2 separate regions of the Mus musculus genome follow, and region 2 is linked to region 1. The links are chromatin contacts, called in public HiCAR-type maps. All regions are on one chromosome and are shown on one strand. The core of a region is the stretch at or near the end of the contact, and the rest is flanking DNA. Distances in the headings are between cores, read along the strand shown.

Region 1 (6,657 bases), core at 3,238-5,737:
GCAACTGCTAGATCCTTCGACTTCCATTTACAACTGCTACTGACCATTGTTGGGGAGTTGGACTACAGACTGGAAGTCATCAACAAATTCCCTTACTATATAGAAATTACCATAAGTTCTGTGACTCTAGAGAACCCTGACTAATACAGTAATAGAACACCAATTTCCCACGGTACATGTCGGGGTGAACCCAAAGAGATGATCAGGAACTCTCCACCTACCTTCCCGTGGGGCATCAGGGGGACACTTGTCAAACTCATCAAACTGCCAGTTTGAGATTTGTACACTCTGGTGTTTGTCATTTCACTTCAATGTCAGGCCTCTCCCACACTCAAGGTGGAAGCTTGTATAATTTACACCACCCTGTGCAAGGCTATTCCGAATCATGCTCCGTTTCCAAAACAAACAGCATTCCCGGCTCCTGCTCAGATGCCTGAGACATGGTGATGGATCATGAACCATTTCAGAAGCCGGTGAGTCGGAAGTGGCCTGAGTAGTCCTACTGAAGGACTTTCGCCAGCACCACTACCAGCAAGAATGAATAAGAACGCTTACTGCTTTATAAGAGTAACTGAAGCATACCAGACCCCGCGGTCCTTTACTTTGCTCCATCCTTGTGCCACAGATAGCTTCATCCAGCTTGTTAAGTTTACTGAGAAAGCACTAGTGGTTTTTAATTGCTCTCTATTAAAAGTTAAATGATATAAATCTATGCATAAATCGATTATATTTTTAAAGCAAACAATAATCCCCATAGCTCATCACTTCCTAATTATATGTTATTACCTGCGCCCTCACTGTCACTAATCTAGAATACCTTTTTGGTCGAAACGGTATGTTAGCTATTCTTTTCCCTGAGACAAAACACCGGACAGAAGCAGCCCCGAGTAAGGGTTTAGTTCAGTTCGCATGCAGTAGTTCTCAACCTGTGAGTCTCGACCTCCAACTGGGGTCACTTATTAGATATTTACATTACAATTCATAATGGTCACAAACTTACAGTTGCAAAGTAGCAAGGAAATAATTTTATGGTTTGGGCTCATCACAAGGTGAGAGTCATGGCATTAGGAAGGTTGAGGACCCCTGGTTTACGATTTGGTCCATTGCCGCTAAGGAGGGATGGTGGCAGCTTCATCCATTGTATCCGTAATGTGTGGCAGAGATGTCTCACATGGTGGCAGATACAAAGCAGAGAAAAGGTGGGTGGAGCCTAGGATGGGTGTACCCTTCCAAGGCCAGCCCCTAAAGGCCACGCCCATCAGCCAGGCCCCACCTCTTAAAGATCTACAGCCTTCAAGAGAGCATTCTAGTGCTGGAGACCTAGCATCCCAACTGTGAACCTGTGCAGGAAGCCTCAGGTGGAACTGTCACCTCATTATGCATTTGGGTGCTGTTTTAAGTCGCTTCCCAACTGGAAGTTCAATGGTACAATGTTCTTAGTTTACAATCAGCTGTCATAGAAGTATACACCATAGATACCAGCTAACATCACACAGCAAGACTTGATTTATTGTTTGGTTGATTGTCTAGACTTTAAAGAAAACTAGCGGAAAATATTAACAATGCCTCTTAAACTTAAGTGTGTGGCTTCTAAAGCCATTATATGGTTAAGCAGAGCAAAGCATTCAGAAGTTATTTCCCCAATATCCAAAAAACATTTCTCACTCAACAAGAAGGCCTCTCACACCACTGGGAACGGGCAAAGTTTTGACACATATTTAAGTTGTTTTGCTTCCATTGGCCTCATTTATGAAAATAAAGCACTGATAAACTTTACCTCAGACTTGTACCTGTTCATCAGCTGCCACCATCACCTTTCTGTGGGACGGAAAGTGACGAAACCCAGCCAGCATGTTGGGAGAACCGGTGGACTGTAGGGAACTTACAAGAAGCATTGGCTAGATGGTGTATAAACCTCTATTATCCCTTTGCATTTGCAAGTCACATAATTAATTTTGTGGTATACACATACAGTGTTTTTATACCAAGCCAGCTATTGCACATTTATACACTACTGACTCCATTTTCACCCTCACACAACCATGTCATAACATAGATTATCACATATGTTCCATCCAGTGAAACAGGCTCAGAAACGTGTATGTGTGTAAAACACATTCTTTGATCCATGAGAGCTCTAGTCAACCTTGCTGATGTACAGCTGTCAGAAGCCTGGCACTCCATGCTCTTGTGCAAACATCCTAGAAAGTTAACTGGCTCATATCTCTCATACTCCTGGCTCATAGCTCGGGAAACAGAAGGTACAGAATATGGACATGCCATGCAAAGCCAGTGGCGGGGTGGCCCGTGTACTAATTAGGAGCTTCACCTCTGCCCCAGTGGACACTGAGCAGACCTCACTGGCCTTGTTCCACCACACTAGCCCACGAGCATCCCATAAGCCTGATAGGAAGGGGTACCAAGAGATGAGGCGCTATAACGCACTGCATACACTCGGCTTTGCACGGAATATTTTTGTTATTTACCCTGAGTCAAATGAATCCCTTCCAAGTCATCATAGTGCAGATCTAACCAGAAAAGTCGTCTCAGCTCTTCTCGGCTCACCGAGAGCTGAGTAGAATCCTTGAGGATCCAGCAATGGGAGGAGGGAGCCCTCTAGCTGTCCCCCTGTTGTGGTGACCCTACAGTTTCATAGTGGGTCCCTGAATGTGGCAGCTATCAGAAGCCACCATTCTCCAGCCACTGGACAACCAGGGTAGTCGAATACTCCGTCACTCCACATCTTCACAGTGATGTGGCACGTTGGCAATCATTCACAAGGATACAAGCCCTCACACTTCAGCATATCAGACAGTGGCAGAGCCATAAACCCCACAGGCAAACACACACATGTGCACTCAACGAGAGGTACAAATGCATTGGTCACATCTGTGCACTACCAGAGGTACAGATGAACTGCTCAGATGTCCAACGGGCAAGCATGCAGGCTAAGAGCCTTGCATGAAGACTCAGACATTCATTAGACACACACCACCACCCTCAGCCCAGAGAGGGAGTGAACACACACACATACACACACACACACACACCCCAGCAGGCTGCACATTCAGAGACAGGTAGTAGGCTCCCACACTGCCCACTCAAATTGGCTAGCAGCAACAGCAGCAGCACCCAGCCTGCAGGTGCCTGCAGAGGTGCCAGGCTCTGCTGCCACTCAGCCAATGGCAGCAGCTTCCTGCTCCCATCCCACCAACAAGCATATGCATGAAAAGACGAATGTAGACAGGGTGGAGCCAGTGGTGAGAAGGGCAAAAGATGAAATCATAATCCTGCCGGGTTTGTTCATTTCGGTGATAATTAGCGGTGCATTCACGCCGCTTCACCGGCCGCTCCCGGCTGATCCCGCGTGATGGATGCCTAGTGGTGCTGAATGCAAATTAGCATAATTTCATTACCGAGGGACCCGTGAAAAGGTTCAATTATAGAGCAATCTCATTAATACCAGGGCTTGTTAAACTAATAGAAAGAGACAGGCCCCGCAGCTCCGAGAGGAGACACGTGCTCCGAATGCTAGTTCTTGAAGCCCCAGTACCTGGCCACGCCCGCACCTCTACTGCCCTGCAAGCTTGGAGCTGGGATCCTGGCCTCCAAGGCCCAGAGCCTCCAGAGGACCTGGTCCGAGAGGCACAGAATTTAGGCTGAAATGGTCTCTGCTAAAGGCCTAGATCCAGGGCATCGCTGCAGAGCCCTGGGATCACGGTGTGGACGGGACTTGGCCAAAGCATGGGGCATGGAGACTGCAGAGCCATAGGGACAGGCGGATGGAGGAAGGGGATGGCCATCTGTCTAGGGGCCGGCCTTATAACACGTAGGCGCCTCTCTAGAGCCTTTCAGCTGTGGCTCACTTTCTCCATTATTATCAGCCCCATTTAGCCTCAAACTCCTGGCAACCCGACTCTGGAAGGAAAGCAGGCTGGAAGCCATCATCCACATGAGTAAAGAAAAAGTCTACACACACCTCTTTTCTGAACATGGAACTCTAGCTTGATGAGGTGTAGGAGGTCGGAGACACACAACACGGGACCATGTCACCTCTTCCTGGGGCCTAGAGGACTCTCCGATTTGGGTAAGAAGCCTTTGACATGGGGTTTCTTAGAAGTTTAACCTCTCCCTTATTTGACCTTAGCAGAAACTTGTCAAACTTTAACCACCTTGAACCCCCAAGCCCCACCCCCAGGAACCCTGACCAGTAACCTCGGACCTGCACTCGTCCTGCCAGCCTGGAACACGCAGAGGTGGACTATTTGACTTTGCTATATTTTTTTCTCACCTCTGTAATATCTGATTTTTTTTTCTCCTCCTGCAATTGTAAGTAAAACAGAACAAGTCCCCAAATGCCCCCAGTGGGAGAATGAGTCACACCGTTTGTTGCTGCACACACAAAAATATGCAGTGACTCAGAGGGCCCAGCAGAAGAGACCAACCCACAAAAGGCCTCATTGTTCAGACTTTCAAGGTATAGGGGAGGGAGCCAAGTGTCTGCAGGCTGCCAGGCTGCCTGAATCTCAGCTGTTGACACTTGCCGTGGGTGTATTTAGGTTCTGCTTCTGCTGTCCCTCCTCCTCTGTTTGCTTTGCTGTTTTGTTTTGAGACAGGGTTGTACATAGCCCAGGCTATTCTCCAGCTGACTAGTGTAGCCAAAGATGGCTTTGAACTCCTGATCATCCTGCCTCTGCTTCCTAAGGACTGGTATGACGACAGGCCTATACCACCATACCCTGATTAGTTTTCCTTTTACAACAACACAATGAAGACAGGCAATATACGGGTAGCTTATTATTTAGCCAGCAGCTAAAACCATTTCTACTTGCAAACGGTGAAGGCAGAGTAGACCCAGGGCCCCTCCAAAATAGCTGGCCCCTGGGACTCCAGGAGCCACATGACAGGAAAGCCACAGACTAAGCTGGCCTAGTCACACATACCTGTAATCCCAGAAGGCTGAGGCAGGAGGATCTTCATGAGCTGGAGATCAACTTGAGTTATAGAGTGAAATGCTCTGGAAGGGAAGAAAGAAGTCGGGGATGGGTATTGCCGGCTACAACAGAGCATCAGAGAAGGGACAGGGATGAGATGAGAGCTTCCTGGGCCTGTGACCATGGTAACAGGCTGGTCCCTGGGTAGACTTATGGGACTGTGGGCAAAGAAAGGTCTTAGCACTGTGGGAGATGCATCTGGCAACTTCAGAGTTAGAACATGAACCTTCCATAGAGATGTATGTGGAGGGTGGGAGCCAGGCTAAGTCCCCATTGATCCCAGCAAGCCACTACTCAAAGTGATAAATTGGCAAGTCCTGGCAGCAAGCACACATTACTGGGGGGGAGGGGATGGTTAGGAGCTATTGGGCTAAAGTGAGCCTGTGGACTCTGGGGAATACTCTGGGTTACAGCAGGAGCTACATATAGCTTTTTTTTTAAGAAAAAAATTATTAAAGAGCCTTTGCTTATACGCCTGATGCATCTAATGCATCCAACCCCCCTCACCCAGAATGTTTTAGCCACCCCTTAGCTGACCTCAGTAAAAATGGGTCAGGATGAAGACAGGGGTTGGGGTTGAGGTGACCTGTATGTTTGTATTCACACTTGTACACGCACCCCAAAACCACTACTCTTCTGCAGAACAAGGGCCAGGTCTCTATTTTCTTGAGCCAACCCTTTGTCACAAATAGTCCTCCTCTTAGGACAGGCAAGGCTTTGTGTACAGGCTTACTGATGGTGGATTTTATAGAGGGGACTCAGGTTCAGCTCAACCACTTTCTGGGCGGCTTGAGCAAACCACACGACTCTCTGTCTATTCTCCCTTCCTTAAAATAAGCCGGCCAGTGGGGTCTGGGCTGGCTCTTGGGGTGCTTCAGTTGGATCCTTGGTCCTCAGGCTCCCTGGCCTTGTGTGACACCCTTCTGCCCACTCTTTCCCTTCAGTCCCTCTCATACTCTGTGGCCACCAGAAGGAAGAAAAGGAGACGCTTGCACCACAGTAAAGGATTGGGACATGGAAAGGTGTTTGATTAGAAAATGGAGGGGCAGAGTCCATGGACAGTGGATGGAGAGGCACCAAATATGGCCTAGGGCCATCAGGACTCTGGGCTGACATTGGCCCAATGCAAAGAGGGCCCATTGCCTTGTTTAAATGAGAGCCCAGCACCGCCTTCAGGCATGGGTGGATACAGATATCTCAGTTATGACTCTGTTCCATTGGTCTCTGGTTTGCCTCAGTCCCGTCAGTCCCCGGTGGGTGACTTGTGCGGAGCATGGGAAGAGTGGCCTCTGTGGTCCTTACATTGGCTGCTTTTCCTGCTGATATGAACAATACCTGACAAGAAGTTACTAGATTGAAGAAGAACTGGCTTGGGGGCCTAGGGGTACAATCTATCATGGTAGAGAGGGCAGGAGGGTCAGCATGAGTTGGTTGGTCACATTATGCCCAGAGTCAGAAAGCAAAGGCAGACAGACAGAGAGACCAGGTCACAGAGCCTCAAGGTTCCCACTCTCCCCTCACAAGTCACCTCCTAATGGCTCCATGACTTTCCCCAAAACCACCACCCTCTGGGGTCCAAGCATCCAAATGTATGAACCTTTGGGGGAGAGTTTGCATTCAGATCACATGACTTACAGCCGCTGATTTCCAAAGTCTCTCTATT
Region 2 (6,788 bases), core at 3,736-6,235, 240 kb before region 1:
CTAGACAGGAGTTCCTCGGCATCCCAGGAAATACAGCCTGGCTTTGGGGGGGGGGGTCACATTTGGAGTTTAGCAGATAGAAAACATTTATGGCCCTTTCTATCAATTTCAAGTCATTACTGACAGTCTGTCCTCGCTTCACTTTTAACCCTGCACCTTTTGATGTTTGTAGGGGACACAGAGAAGGGTCAACCAAGTCGCCCCACTAAGAGCAAGGATGCCCATGTCTGTGGCCGGTGCTGCGCTGAATTCTTTGAATTATCAGACCTTCTGCTCCATAAAAAGAGCTGCACTAAGAATCAATTAGTTTTGATTGTCAATGAAAGTCCAGCCTCCCCAGCAAAAGCCTTCCCTCCTGGCCCGTCTCTCAATGATCCCGACGACCAAATGAAAGACGCGGCGAATAAAGCAGACCAAGAAGACTGCAGCGACCTTTCAGAACCCAAGGGGCTTGACAGGGAAGAGTCCATGGAGGTGGAGGTCCCAGTTGCCACCACCACCACCACCACCACTGGCGGCAGCGGCGGGAGTGGTGGCAGCACTCTGAGCGGTGTCACCAACATCACCACCCCGAGCTGCCACAGCGGCTCTTCCACGGGTACCTCAGCGATCACAACCTCTCTACCTCAACTGGGGGACCTGACGACACTGGGCAACTTCTCGGTGATCAACAGCAACGTCATCATTGAGAATCTCCAGAGCACCAAGGTAGCGGTGGCCCAGTTCTCCCAGGAGGCGAGGTGTGGGGGGGCCTCCGGAGGCAAGCTGCTCATCTCAACCCTCATGGAACAACTCCTGGCTCTGCAGCAGCAGCAGATTCACCAGCTGCAGCTCATAGAGCAAATACGTCACCAAATACTGCTGCTGGCCTCTCAGAGCGCAGACCTGCCGGCAGCACCCTCTATCCCGTCTCAAGGTACTTTACGAACATCTGCCAACCCCTTGACCACACTGAGCTCCCATCTGTCTCAACAGCTGGCGGTGGCAGCTGGATTAGCACAGAGCCTTGCTAGCCAATCTGCCAACATCAGCGGTGTGAAGCAGCTCCCCCACGTCCAGCTACCTCAGAGCAGCTCCGGCACCTCCATCGTCCCGCCCAGTGGTGGCACTTCTCCCAACATGAGCATAGTGACGGCTGCAGTGCCCACCCCGTCCTCAGAAAAAGTGGCTTCCAATGCTGGTGCCTCCCATGTCAGCTCCCCGGCCGTCTCAGCATCGTCCTCACCAGCATTCGCAATAAGCAGTCTGTTGAGTCCTGCATCTAACCCACTTCTACCTCAGCCGACCCCAGCTAACGCTGTTTTCCCTACCCCTTTGCCTAACATTGCAACAACCGCAGAAGATTTGAACTCCCTGTCTGCCTTGGCCCAGCAAAGAAAAAGCAAGCCACCAAATGTCACTGCCTTTGAAGCGAAAAGTACTTCAGACGAGGCGTTCTTTAAACACAAGTGCAGGTTCTGTGCGAAGGTCTTCGGGAGCGACAGTGCCTTGCAGATCCACTTGCGCTCCCATACTGGAGAGAGGCCATTCAAGTGCAACATCTGTGGGAACAGGTTCTCTACTAAGGGCAATCTGAAAGTCCACTTCCAGCGCCACAAAGAGAAGTACCCCCACATCCAGATGAACCCCTACCCTGTACCGGAGCACTTGGACAATGTCCCCACGAGCACCGGCATCCCCTACGGCATGTCCATCCCTCCAGAGAAGCCAGTTACCAGCTGGCTAGACACCAAGCCAGTCCTGCCCACTCTGACCACTTCCGTCGGCCTACCATTGCCTCCAACTCTCCCAAGCCTCACGCCCTTCATCAAGACGGAAGAGCCAGCCCCCATCCCTATTAGCCATTCTGCTGCCAGTCCCCAAGGCTCAGTCAAAAGTGACTCCGGGGCCCCTGATTTGGCCACAAGAAACCCAAGTGGCGTCCCTGAGGAAGTGGAAGGGTCTGCTGTGCCACCCTTTGGTGGCAAGGGTGAAGAGAGTAACATGGCAAGCTCCGCCGTCCCGACAGCGGGCAACAGTACTCTGAACTCCCCAGTGGCTGACGGTGGTCCAGGAGGGACCACCTTCACCAACCCTCTGTTGCCCCTCATGTCTGAGCAGTTCAAGGCCAAGTTTCCTTTTGGGGGACTCTTAGATTCGGCCCAGGCCTCAGAGACATCCAAGCTGCAGCAACTGGTAGAAAACATTGACAAGAAGGCCACGGATCCCAATGAGTGTATCATCTGCCACCGGGTTCTCAGCTGTCAGAGCGCCTTGAAAATGCACTACCGGACACACACTGGGGAGAGGCCCTTCAAGTGTAAGATCTGCGGCCGGGCTTTCACCACGAAAGGGAACCTCAAGACCCACTACAGCGTCCATCGGGCTATGCCTCCACTCAGAGTCCAGCATTCCTGCCCCATCTGTCAGAAGAAGTTCACAAACGCAGTGGTCCTCCAGCAGCATATTCGTATGCACATGGGAGGCCAGATCCCCAACACCCCAGTCCCTGACAACTACCCTGAGTCCATGGAGTCTGACACAGGCTCCTTTGATGAGAAAAATTTCGACGACTTAGACAACTTCTCAGATGAGAATATGGAAGAGTGTCCTGAGGGCAGCATCCCAGACACACCCAAGTCAGCGGACGCTTCCCAAGATAGCCTGTCATCTTCGCCTCTGCCCCTCGAGATGTCGAGCATCGCTGCTCTGGAAAATCAGATGAAGATGATCAATGCTGGCCTGGCGGAGCAGCTGCAGGCCAGCCTGAAGTCTGTGGAGAACGGATCCATGGAAGGGGATGTGCTGACCAACGACTCTTCCTCAGTGGGTGGCGACATGGAGAGCCAGAGTGCAGGCAGCCCAGCCATCTCAGAGTCTACCTCTTCCATGCAGGCTCTGTCCCCGTCCAACAGCACCCAAGAATTCCACAAGTCACCCGGCATGGAGGAAAAGCCACAGCGAGTGGGGCCAGGCGAGTTCGCCAATGGTCTATCTCCCACCCCAGTGAACGGAGGTGCTTTGGACTTGACTTCTAGTCATGCAGAGAAAATCATCAAAGAAGATTCTCTGGGAATCCTCTTTCCTTTCAGAGACCGGGGTAAATTTAAAAACACTGCTTGCGACATTTGTGGCAAGACCTTTGCTTGTCAGAGTGCCTTGGACATTCACTACAGAAGTCATACCAAAGAGAGACCGTTCATTTGCACAGTTTGCAATCGTGGCTTTTCCACAAAGGGTAATTTGAAGCAGCACATGTTGACACATCAGATGCGAGATCTGCCATCGCAGCTCTTTGAGCCCAGTTCCAACCTCGGCCCCAATCAGAACTCTGCAGTGATTCCCGCCAACTCGCTGTCATCTCTCATCAAAACAGAGGTCAACGGCTTTGTACACGTTTCTCCTCAGGACAGTAAGGACGCCCCCACTAGTCATGTCCCTCAGGGGCCTCTGTCGTCCTCTGCGACATCCCCAGTTCTGCTCCCAGCTCTGCCCCGGAGAACTCCCAAACAGCACTATTGTAACACGTGTGGTAAAACCTTCTCTTCTTCGAGTGCCCTGCAGATCCACGAGAGAACTCACACTGGAGAGAAGCCCTTTGCTTGCACTATCTGTGGAAGAGCATTCACAACAAAAGGCAATCTGAAGGTACCCGCTCTGCCCGCACCCTACCGCCCCTCAGCCCTTCCCCATGCCCTTGGTTGATGATTGCACATGGTCCTGGAGCCCTCAGCTGCGTAGCCAGGGAGAAGGTTCTGGAAAGGGGACCTGCTCCACGTAGCTGAGGTGGGGAGACATGGAGGAGCCTTGTGAGGTCAGGATCATGGCAGGGACAAGGGCAGCCTGTAGCTTGCTGCCTGTCCCAACGCCTTGAATAATTTGGTACCTAAGCGAAGCAGCAGGCCTCTTTCTGCTGTCTAGCTTAAGTGCATCAAATGAATTGCTTTACCTACCAAATCAGACAGCCTGGCGTTGCCATGGGGTATTGATTAAAGACCTCCGTGTGGCCTGCACACTGCCCATATCACTTAATAATTACAGCTCTCTACGGCTCTCTTCGGCGTATGCAGCTATTTTTCATAACCCCAGTCTAGCATGGTTTATTTTTCTAGCAACAGTAACGTCACTCCTCACCTAATGGGTATTATGATAATTGATTACACGACATTTCCTACTGATATGTGTTGGAAATAAAGCAAATATGCTCGTTCTAGAGCAACAGTTGAGCACTCTCGCTGTGTACATTTTTCTGTTGACAGAGTATTCCTCGGGAGGTTGCTGCCAGTAATGTGGGATGAATAATTACTTTCTGGGTTTTTCTCTCTGCGCAAGGCCCTCCAATGGGCAATCAGTGAGGGTTACTTTCTTCCCATCTGAAAAGGACATCTACAGGGTAAAGAGTGTCAGATACAATACTTACCACTGCAATGAGAGTGGACATAACAATTCTAACCCTGCGAGGAGCTATCTATGACTGCCTGGCTTGCTTGAGGCCATTATAAGCTAAATACAGGTAATAAAAACAGAGTAAGTAAGGCGAGTTAGCCAGGAAGAGGAGAGCCAACCCAGCACTGCAGAGAGCAAACACGTTATTACTAGACCATGGGAGTGGATGGTTCCTGGTGTCTTTTCCCCTGTCTGTCCTGTAATAAGAATAGACATTCGGGTCACTTGCTTTGTCGAGTGTTGGGATATGAGTTGAGACAGAATCGGCTATTAAGCTCCTGGCTCTCTCTCTTGTTTCTTCTCTCTCTTCCCCAACCCACATTACAGGTCCACATGGGCACCCATATGTGGAACAGCACCCCTGCACGCCGGGGCCGGCGGCTCTCAGTGGATGGCCCCATGACATTTCTAGGAGGCAATCCTGTCAAGTTCCCAGAAATGTTCCAGAAGGATCTAGCGGCGAGGTCAGGAAGTGGGGATCCGTCCAGCTTTTGGAACCAGTATACAGCAGCACTGTCCAACGGGCTGGCCATGAAGGCCAACGAGATCTCTGTCATTCAGAACGGCGGCATCCCTCCAATTCCTGGAAGCCTGGGCAGTGGGAGCAGCTCACCTATCAGTGGGCTGACTGGGAACGTGGAAAAACTGGGCAATTCGGAACCCAGTGCTCCTCTGGCTGGCCTGGAGAAAATGGCGAGCAGCGAGAACGGAACCAACTTCCGTTTCACCCGCTTCGTGGAGGACAGCAAAGAGATCGTCACAAGCTAAAGCTGCCAGAGTGCTTCCTCTCAGAATGTCGCCCGAGGTTGCCTCCTGCCCCTCCCCCCGCCCTTTACCTTCTGGCCCCTGGGACTATGAACTACACTATGAAGACATTCTTTTGTATGTTGTTCAACCTCTAGAGTTCTAAGAAAGCTTATTTATTAGTGCTATAACCTTGCTTTGCAAACAGAGTGCAGGCATTAACTTTGGTCTTCTGTATTTTGGACTAAATACTAATGGACTAGAGTGCTCCTAGCTTGCTGTAACATTTATGGCAATCGCAAGTTGCCCTGCTAGGCGGTCTTAATCCGGCATTAACTTATTTTCTATATCCAGTTTAATATGAATCTGGTGTTGATGCAATGCCTCCGTGATACGTTAGATCTCTAATAAAGTCTGTATATAAATGTACACTTTGATCCTGCTGGAAAATTTTATCAGCGAACACATTGTCTAATCTTTCCAAACAGATTTAAGGGAAGGACTTTAAGTACAGGCTGAACATTTGGAAGGCTTAGGGTTTGTTGTTGTTGTTGTTTGTTTGTTTGTTTGTTTTGGTTTTGGTTTCATTTTGATTCTAAACTTCAACCTGCTTTTTTTTTGGTTTTGTTTTAGAGAGTTAACCATTTCCGTTTTGAACTATTTGTATTGTGCTTTTTACTTGAGTCGTCTTCAATGTTAATACGTTTCTGTACAGTAATAAGCACGCAGAATTCTTTAGAGGAAAAAAAAACCACAAGTGTTGTTTTGGTAGTTGAAACTGAGACGTAGCATTTTGGCCTTGTAGGGTATATTCACAGTAGAAAACGTGTGCTGGAATTTCACAATGCTGCTAACGATAGCATCTTGAACGACCTTCAGTGGAGAAATGTAGATGCTCTTCTATATACAATAAGAAATATCACTTTCATTAAAATGTACATATGTTCCTTACAAGAGCAAATGCCTCTTGATCAAGAGCAGGTATAGTGTTGGTTTATTTTGTATTAGGTATGGAAGGAAAAAAATGGACTGTTACATGCACTTTCTTGGAAAGTTGAAGGGGGGGGTTCCAATTTCTTTAACATTTAATACTTACTAACAACAGAGATACTGTAATTTTACTCAAGTAATCAAATACATTTTTTTTGCAACAGATAAAACAACATATTGTGTCTGTGTTTGTAGAGTGCATTTCTATTTAGCCAGGGCCCTAAAGGTAGTTTAACATTTCCCTAGGTAGCTGTAAATTCTGACTGTGAGCTAGTATCTCTAAATAAGAAAAAATTGTAAAAGGCATAACAGAATTGGGCATGCATGGGCCTGCCTTTTGTTTTGGTTTGGGTTTTTTTTTTCATTTGGTTTTTTGTTTTTATTTTGTTGTTTGTTTTTTTGTTTGCTTGTTTTTGAGATCTGGCGACCTAACTATTTCCACTATATCCATTTCTTGTTTTAGAGTGTATACTCATCTCTAGTCTTCTCCCACTCCACTTCCAAGTGGGTGAGGGGGGCATTAGTTGAGGTTTGAGACCTCATCTTGACAGGTAAGGTCCATCCTTTAAACTGGATCGGTGGATTTAAGATTTAACTATTCTAGTTCCGTTTCACTTGATTCCGTGGCA

Evidence for each region. HiCAR-type assays count read pairs that join an accessible place to other places.
Region 2: a HiCAR-type map of astrocytes shows a contact between it and region 1, with 2.7 times the contacts expected there. The contact joins two enhancer-like sites. A contact is called at or near these places in 2 of 39 promoter capture datasets (cranial neural crest and hippocampal neurons), 8 of 484 Hi-C or Micro-C datasets (cerebral cortex, cortical neurons, embryonic stem cells and 2 more), 9 of 115 datasets of contacts at active chromatin or transcription factors (VIP interneurons, astrocytes, embryonic basal ganglia and 6 more) and 1 of 9 other capture datasets (embryonic stem cells).

Annotation. Positions count from the first base shown.
Region 1 is chr8:88,790,666-88,797,322 of GRCm38.p6, reverse strand. No RefSeq gene overlaps it. Among named protein-coding and RNA genes, the nearest start is that of Gm42034, 46 kb to the left of the region's middle. Within about 2 kb of position 4,487, at least 93 of the 459 cell types and tissues checked have an H3K27ac peak or open chromatin away from gene starts, as enhancers often do. A contact at or near this core is called in VIP interneurons and astrocytes, where this site is marked.
Region 2 is chr8:89,026,783-89,033,570 of GRCm38.p6, reverse strand. Sall1 (spalt like transcription factor 1) reads left to right here. Exons shown (of 3, transcript NM_001371070.1): 2 at 173-3,627; 3 at 4,753-6,329. The coding sequence ends at 5,193. Among named protein-coding and RNA genes, the nearest start is that of Mir8110, 5.4 kb to the right of the region's middle. Within about 2 kb of position 4,985, at least 8 of the 459 cell types and tissues checked have an H3K27ac peak or open chromatin away from gene starts, as enhancers often do. A contact at or near this core is called in VIP interneurons and astrocytes, where this site is marked.